2 separate regions of the Xenopus laevis genome follow, and region 2 is linked to region 1. Evidence: chromatin contacts called from public Hi-C data. All regions are on one chromosome and are shown on one strand. Each heading gives the region's core, a stretch centred on a gene start, on an enhancer-like site or on the middle of the called end of the contact. The rest is flanking DNA. Distances are from core to core; before and after follow the strand shown. Region 1 has its middle 15 kb from the start of LOC121401500. Region 2 has its middle 16 kb from the start of slc38a2.L.

Evidence for each region. Hi-C and Micro-C count contacts between places; a contact is called where the count stands out from the background.
Region 2: a contact with region 1 is called in a Hi-C map of the XTC cell line, with 4 times the contacts expected there. The contact joins two enhancer-like sites. A contact is called at or near these places in 3 of 4 Hi-C or Micro-C datasets (the XL177 cell line, the XTC cell line and animal cap).

The regions. Positions count from the first base shown.
Region 1 is chr3L:70,344,440-70,348,968 of Xenopus_laevis_v10.1, forward strand. No RefSeq gene overlaps it. Among protein-coding and RNA genes, the nearest start is that of LOC121401500, 15 kb to the right of the region's middle. Within about 2 kb of position 1,967, at least 2 of the 7 cell types and tissues checked have an H3K27ac peak or open chromatin away from gene starts, as enhancers often do.
Region 2 is chr3L:70,408,956-70,413,632 of Xenopus_laevis_v10.1, forward strand. It overlaps a transcript of slc38a2.L not described here. Among protein-coding and RNA genes, the nearest start is that of slc38a2.L, 16 kb to the left of the region's middle. Within about 2 kb of position 2,491, at least 2 of the 7 cell types and tissues checked have an H3K27ac peak or open chromatin away from gene starts, as enhancers often do.

The DNA.
Region 1 (4,529 bases), core at 717-3,216:
TCCATGTAGAGACCTCTAAGCACACTTTGCAACAGATGAGTAACCCGCTTCTTGCTCTAACAACAGAGACCAAAGCCTATAGTCCTGGGTGATAAATATAGGCAAAATAGTAAATAAAGTTATTCCAAGCTCATGTTTGTGTGTTGAACAAGAAGAAAAAGCACCTTTTATTTTCTCAGAATATATTATATTTAGAAGCCTCTTAAGGACAGAAGTGATCTTTATGGTTTTCAGGGAAGAGATCCTAGAAAATATTAGAATTAAAAGTGAAGAATACAATGCAATAATAAATGAATTGTGCAAATTAACATGGGAGGGTTATTTACTAAAATCCAAATGTATCTAATTTTTTAAATAAAACAAACACAACCAAACTCCAATATCCGATTTTACCTTATTTATTTTTAAAAAAAGTTGATTTAATGTGTTTGAGCACAAACACAAAAAGATCGAATGAAAACCTGAATCTTACAATTTTTTCAGGGTTTTTTCCAGACATCAGGAAGAATGGTATTTTCTTCCGCCAAGCCAAATATTGCATGCAAATTTGTTGCCAAACAAAATCTAAATATCCAATGCAGATTGTTTTTGGCAGACATGGGGGGGGGCAACTGTGCGCCCCTTAATACTCATGAGTCAAGAGATTATTCTGCCTGGGGTCTGGCTGCACTCTGCACCTTGTGGTGTATAAAAAATACAGTGCAAGGTGTAGAGAACAACATCTGATGCCTAACTCATTGAAAATGATGCACAAGTAAGGGAACAGAAAAGGGGGATGCCTCCTCCTGCTCAACCCTCATGAATACAGCATTGGTGAGCACAGGCATGGGGTCAGCCATTTAAAGCAATTTGTCAAGAAAGGAAAACAAGGCACATACAAAATGCAAAGAAATGGTCCCTTGCACTTTGTACATTGCTTTCCTGATGGTAAATGAGCCCTAAAGGGCAGGTTTATAAAACAAATGCAGAAACTGTAAGTTCCTTAACTGGGCTTAATTTTTTTTAAAAAAAAAAAAAAACAACAATCCGTGATGTACACACAAGCAGGTTTTTTAACAGGAACTGATTCGCAGTTTCTGCAGTCATTTGTCTTCCTGTACTTTGTACTCTCTCTTCAAAAGTGAATTAAGAGAGCAGACACTGTACCATTCCTTTGCGGACAAGGACATAGAGATCAAAGACTAAATAGCAAGGCTGTGGGACATTCTGTTATTTTCTATTCCTGAATGGAACATCTTCATGCACGCAGTCTAATAAACTGTGAGTAGTTCTTTTTTCGATTCACACAAACCATTTAAATTCAATACATGATGTGCAACAATGGGCACATTGCTTAACACTGTACATTTCAGTGAAAATCTACTTTTAACTTCCTGTTTGGTTGCAATGTCACGCTTGCTAGATCTCTTTCATACAATAAGTGAACTTCCACATTAAGCACCCAAAATACTTCTTCTTACAAATATAACGAAAACAGTGATAGAGCCAGCTACCATCTTAAAAACACATCTTCATGTTTTAAGGGGTTTCTAAGCATACATACTAACATGCATAGACGATGTCCTTGCATTTTGCTTCCAATAAGGATTAATTATATCTTAGTTTGGATCAAGTACAAGGTACTGTTTTATTAGTACAGATTTCTGGATAACGGGTTTCCGGATAACAGATCCCATAACCGTATAATATTATTATATAATATATTAATGTAGTTGGGGTTGTCTTGGTGAAGCACTTATTTATCTATTTTCTTCATAACTTGTTTAAAACCTGATCAACAAATGGTACAAGAAGTACCTGCTGGCTTGAAGCAAACACAGAGGTCAAATTGATAGTGCGGTGCTGCTATGTAACTCACAAGTTAAACAATTAGAAGTATGTGGCTCTATACCTCCTGCACTCTCCTCCAATAGTTTCCGTGGCCACAGTCTAAAAAAGCTAAACAACACACCAACACTCAGCGGCAGTGTCCCATTACATCCTGCAATGATCACAGCGCCAGAAACAACCAAAGTATGCTATTCATTAGGGACAAGTCAGTTGTGTGTGAGTACAGAATGCTATTGGAGCTGTGGAAGTAACCCTGTGCTCTGTACTTTGCACTTTATGCTGCAATGCAAAGCAGTGTCAAATTGTGTATTGCTGCATTTTACACTGTACCTTGCATTAGTAAATGAGCCCTCTTGTGTCTTCTGTTAGATGTGAATGCTATTCACATCTGGATGACACCTAATTAGTGTGAAAGGACAAATAAGATAGGCCACCCTTCTGCAACTTAATCACAGTATCCAGACATGGCTGACTTAAAAAAACCAATTACTCTTAGCACATATGTGAATGCTTCAAGAGTAAACTAATGCCCTCTTTCTGTTATTGAACACTTACAAATTAATTTGCTTCAAGAATTTTTTAGTCAAACAGGGAAGAATCTCTAGTCAAATACTAATAATGTTGCATTCATTTTCATATGATTGAGTTGAATACTAAACGGTGTGATATTTTGTGAAGGTATAAAGGGGAAAAAGCCTGTTTCTTGAAGATACCTGTACTAATTATATTCATCAGTATGTACTTTGTAATACATCTTATATAAATATCTGTGATTCTATTGAACATCTATGATAATACCAGGCAAGTTAATAGGTACAATAAAACCTTTGTTATAATTGTCTTAACTTAAACAAAAGAAAATATCCAATGCAGTGTTTTTCCTGTGGCAGACCAAAGTATCTGCTTTACAAATATCTTGTGACTACCAGCCAGTGTTGTAACGTGAACAGGGAAGGCCTCCCCACAAAAAATCTTTTAGGGGGTCCTCCTTAGATGTGCCTCACACCCACTGGGCAGCTACAAAGTTTAACCAGCAGAGGAGGCTGGGGAGGGGGGGGCTACCACACAGCAGACCCCAGGTCTGGGTCCCCGGCCCTTGCTTGGTCACAGGGTCTGCTGTATGACAGTAATGCTACTAATCATCTGCTTCCCCACACTCTAGATCTCATTCTAAGAAATGGTTTTGCAAATAGGAGAAGCATATATTTGGTTACTTGCCTTGAAAAACCATTCCTTAGCCCAAGATCTACCAGATGATATGCCTAAAATCACATTTGATAGTTAGCAGGTCCGGACTGAGAATTAAAATAGGCCCTAGCATTTCAAGTACATAGAGGCTCACTCAGCCCACACAGAGGCCCAAACAGCCCCCACCAGCCCACTAAATACTGACTTTCTATGGCACCTTATAGCAGCCCCTCTGGCATTTGCCAGAACCCACAGATTGTCGGTCTGATAGTTAGTATTGTTATCTGAGAATTCTATGTAATGACTTGGACTATTGGTCCTAATAAAGTAAAAGTAGAGTGTTTCCTAAAAAGGAAGGGAAAGCTAGCGACTAGATTGAATAGGCTATCTTTATCTAATGCTGCATAAAACAGTAATGTTGCGAACCAGGGAACATAAGAACTTATAATCATCTTATGTAAAAAATTGGGTTTATGTTGATAACCTATAAAATGTATTATCCTGACCTAACATAGGACAATGTGAGGTAAGGATTAGTGTCATTGTTGTAGGAAGCAGGGGGTGCAACTGCACCACAGTAGGGCCTACTGGGAGACCTGGTGGCTCACTGTTGCAAGCTGATGGTATGGTGGAAGGAAGGTCCTATGCAAATGTAGGGCCTGATGTCAATTTTGCCCTGGGATGCTTAAAGGGATTCTGTCACGATTTTTATGGTGTCATTTTTATCTCTAAATTACATTGTTTACATAACAAATAATTCACTCCACCGTATAAAATTATATTCCTGAACCAACAAACCTATTTTTTTAAGTTGTAATATTGGTGTGTAGGCAACTATCTCAGGTCGTTGTGCCTGATCCTGTGGTTTCAGAAAGGGCCAGTATATACACACTGGAACTACAATACTTATAAGATATTGTTTCTCTTGCTATTCTCAAATCTACCACTAGCATTTCTAGCAATGCAGGTCAGAGAGCCATTATCTTGTTATATTTCCATTGTTCTTGACAGGTTCTGGTGAAGAAAGGGAGAGGATGATATCACTCCAACTTGCAGTGCAGCAGTAAAGAGTTTATCAAAGCTCAAATCACATAGCTGGGGTACCTGGGAAACTAACAACATGTATCGCCCAACGTCAGATTTCGAAATTAAACATGAGAAAAATCTGCTCTTTTGAAAAACACATTTTAGTGCAGAAGTCAGCTGGTGTGTTTAAAAAAAACGTGTTTTCGCATGACAGAATCCTTTTAAGCCTTTAGTATTACATAAAGTAAAAAAAAAAAAAGAGTTGACATACAGAAGGATTTGGTTGTAGAGTTTATTCAACATGATGTAAAGCTACCAGCTTTGGTCCACATGGCTATCTCAACCATAAAGCCAAGGATACGCCTTGGCCTGTACTCTAATGTCACCAGTGCTGCACAGCAATAAACATGAACAAAGAATAAAAAAGTTCCAAAATTTCCTAAAAGGGTTGTTGATATATATTTCCAGTATATATATATGTACAA
Region 2 (4,677 bases), core at 1,241-3,740, 65 kb after region 1:
TGAATCTCCACGTGTGTCTCTGCCCTTACATGTCACAAGAAAATAGCCCAGTTGGCCCCAGGCTTATAAATCATTCTGTGTATTTAATAGATTGCTAGAAATGGACCTGTATCATTTATTACGGACCTATGCAACAAACTATGAACAACTATTTAAAGATGGAATCCTTTGTAAATATAATGGAAATGTATTGCTAACTCCATTTAAATATAATTTTGATTCAGATAAACTCTTTGCAATAACATGTCTGACTGGCAGAGCATTTAATTAATACTATAGGCATGTCCAATCTGTGGCCGTACAGCTTAAAGCCCCAAAATGCTCTGGAAGTTTTCACCTACCTATGGATAATGAGACATGCTGGAGGATCACAAGTTGTGACATCCTAGGTAATGGATCAGTTAGCTTGCAAAGGGTCCCTATATAAAATACTGCTTTCATTTTACATAGATTGTACTTCTAAATCTAGGAAGTTCTACTTACCAACCAATATATGATTAATTTACTAGTCTGCTGTACAGTTTGAAACAGACATGTTTCTTTTTCCTCAAATCCTAAGAAGGCTAATAGCAGGCTCTATATTTTAAGAGCTGTCGTTGGCTTGACAGTTGGAAGCTTGACATCTCTGGCTTGTTTGTTTATAAAATCCATGTGTATTAATGTATAATACTTTAGTTTGTTAGAGCCAGCAGCCCAATAAGTGGTGCTGGTGAGGCACAAGTTTTAGTGAGACACTGTTGGTTTTAATTAATCTAAATAAAGAAAACCTGCTACTGCTGCTTTGTTGTTTGTTTGGAATTATTTACTTGCTTGGCTTATTAATAGACTTTATAGTAATACTAACATTTTGTAAACTACAATGTTCAGGTGTTCTTTTTTTTCATACAAAGAGATGTGGGTGGGGCAGGAACAGAATTTGAGAGAAGACCATCTAGATAAATACAATTGCAAATGTATATAACCATATCAAATATTAAAAAGCAAAATGGTAGAATAATTGACCATACCAATGAGTAACTTAAAGGGGTTGTTCACCGTTGAGTAAACTTTTAGTATGATGTACTGAATTACATAGTTACATAGTTAAATCGGGTTGAAAAAAGACAGTCCATCAAGTCCAACCCCTCCAAATGAAAACCCAGCATCCATACACACACCCCTCCCTACTTTCACACAAATTATATATACCTATATCTATACTAACTATAGAGTTTAGTATCACAATAGCCTTTGATATTATGTCTATCCAAAAAATCATCCAAGCCATTCTTAAAGGCATTAACTGAATCAGCCATCACAACATCACCCGGCAGTGCATTCCACAACCTCACTGTCCTGACTGTGAAGAACCACCTACGTTGCTTCAAATGAAAGTTCTTTTCTTCTGTTCTAAAGGGGTGGCCTCTGGTACGGTGATCCACTTTATGGGTAAAAAGGTCCCCTGCCATTTGTCTATAATGCCCTCTAATGTACTTGTAAAGTGTAATCATGTCCCCTCACAAGCGCCTTTTTTCCAGAGAAAACAACCCCAACCTTGACAGTCTACCCTCATAATTTAAGTCTTCCATCCCTCTAACCAATTTAGTTGCACGTCTCTGCACTCTCTCCAGCTCATTTATATCCCTCTTAAGGACTGGAGTCCAAAACTGCACTGCATACTCCAGATGAGGCCTTACCAGGCACCTATAAAGAGGCATAATTATGTTTTCATCCCTTGAGTTAATGCCCTTTTTTATGCAAGACAGAACTTTATTTGCTTTAGTAGCCACAGAATGACATTGCCCAGAATTAGACAACTTGTTATCTACAAAAATCCCAAGATCCTTCTCATTTAAGGAAACTCCCAACACACTGCCATTTAGTGTATAACTTGCATTTATATTATTTTTGCCAAAGTGCATAACCATGCATTTATCAACAGTGAACCTCATTTTCCAGTTTGCTGCCCAGTTTGCCAACTTAGAAAAATCATTTACAGTCCTTTCAATGCCTAGGTTCTAGGGTCCAAATTACCCTAGCAACCATGCACTGAAATGAAAAAGAGACTGGAATGTGAATAGAAAAGGGCCTGAATAGTAAGATGAGTAATAAACAGTAGCAATAATGGTCAATTTGTAGCCTTAAAGAGCTTTTTTTAGGTGGGGTCAGTGACACCCATTTGAAAGATTTAAAGAGTAATAATTAAAAAACTATTAAAAAAACAGATAATGAAGACCAATTGAAAAATTGCTTAGAATTGGCCAGTCTATAACACTAAGCAACACAACAATAACCTTTCCAGATAAAAATATTGTTATATAAATATATATATATATATAATATAATTTGCCAACATATTGGTCTGCTTCCAACTGAAAAAGAAAACGGCTCTGTATTTTTTACTGTGTAGAATGCATTGGCTCTACAACTTTTCCTCTCAGTTACAGAGCGTTCAGTCACCCTGACTGCAGATAGGCAGCTGTTTCTATCAGGTCTGTTGTACAGTTGCCATGCAATACGTTTGAAGTAACTACGTAGAACTGCATGAATATGCATGAAAAGTGAATGCAACACGGTTCATCCCAGTACCATCCCAGTGTCCTCTCTTATATTCAAACACTAATGTTTATATTATTAGAAGCATTCATTTTGTTTTTAGCCCTGTTTTGAAATTGTGCTTTTTTTCCAGGCTTCTGTGGAAATTTTCAGGTAAATAACAAGGCTTTTTTCTTTTGTATACAGCAAACGTCAGTGCTGTGCACATGTCTAAATGCAACCAATACAGCATGGAAAGAGCAAATATTTAAAAAGGTAACAGTAGGTTGTCCAGCAGGCATTAATGTTTCAATAAATCATTGTCTTTTTTTCTAAAGAAGAGAATTTCCAGCACAGCTTTGCCTGTGTAAGTTTTCCAGTGTATCATCAGCCAGCACTGGGAAATAGGGTGTGGTGAGAATGTTTTTAAGTTTTTCAGCTACCAACAAAACTTCAGAGAAGTAGAAAGTTTACACAATAACAACGGGTGAGTTTTTTGCATTTTACCTAGTGGCCGGTTAATGTATCTGTATATACAGACATCATGCAGCCATAGCTCCAGGAGTAACCTGAAGTGAAATCAGCGATAAAAGCAGATCACTCCCTGCTGGCCATACAAATTAAAAAAGTAGACATTTGGGAGGGTTGGGATTCATTGAAGCTCTCTCCAGGGTAGTGTCAATCCTACCCCAAAGTCAGAGTTTCTATGGAGTCCCTTGACTAGAAACTAGCCAAGTACCAGACCCACTACATATGTGTTTGCACAGATAATTTTGAAATGATAAAAGTAACCCCCAGAAAATCAACTAAAACAATACATTTTTAATGGCTCTCTGAAGGTTTTTGATTTTAAAAAAAGCCATTTGAGAAGGTCTCTGCCTACTGTTACGCCGGCCCGGGCTTGTGGAAAGCCAATCCCCTTTGCTCTTGTCCCGATGATGAAAATCCCAACCTTGGGGCACACACTAGGGGGCAGATTTACCAACCGGTGAAAATTCGCCCATTCCACTTCGCACCCAGTGCAACATTTCGCCAACGCCGAACACTGGCGCTTTTTCACTGGCGGTACTTCGGTAATGTGAGCATTTCAAATCGCAGATACGCTAGCGTTCATTTCTGGCTAGTGAAAATTTGCATATGGCGGGAAATTGAAAGTTGTATGGACTTCTTTTTGTTTTATGTTGCAGCAAATACTTTACATTTACACTGTTTATTACACATGTCCAGGGAAGCTTAATAAAGACAATAGAGTTGTTATAATGCCCTACATGAGCCCAGTGTAAAGTTAATGTTCCATATTAGAAAATGTATGGCGAAAGCTGGTTACCCTAAAAAACATTTTAAGGACTTTTGCAGCCTATCACTCTGAAATAAGGAAAAAGACTACAGCGTTTTTTGAACTTTTTTGATGCATTTTCGGATCACAGAATATGATGTAAGTGAAGACTGAGGAAGATCTATGCACTCCAGTGCACTTTGCCTGGTCTGAGCTGGAGAAGGCCAGTCTGGGGAAAGAGATAACGTTCAGTAAAATCCGTATTCTAGTGAATTTGCGGAGTAACGTCCATTCGCCAGAGCGAACTGTCGCCTGATTTAAAAAAACATGTAATATTCACTTGGTTATTGTCCTGTTAGAATCATAATTATAATGATGCATTTCCTGTACTTCACAAACTCAATTTTCAATTAGGTAATGTAACCCAGCACATCTGAGCTAAAGCTAACGTGCTGGCTTGAAACCTGAAGCATGCGCATTAAATATGTATGTATTACCTGTGACATGAATGCTAATGGAGGGTTTGGAAGGTGAATTCTCTCCTTCGTATCGCTAAATATTTTTATTTATATATTTATTTTTTTATATATTTGGGTTTTTTTTCTTGAATGGGTACTAAATACAAATATCTGAAATATTTGCACATAAATTTAAAAAGAAACGTTAAAAAAGAGATTGGATTTGTTTGGAACACATCTCAGTAAATTATATAATTCAGGGTGGGCAGCATGAGAGACGACTCTGGGTAGTGGTGTCTTTATAGGGATGGATTAACTTTTATGCCACGCTTAGCAACATCTTATACATGTAGGACTCATTTATCAACACTGGGCAAATTTGCCCATGGGCAGTACCTATAGCAACCAATCAGTGATTAGCTTTTTAAA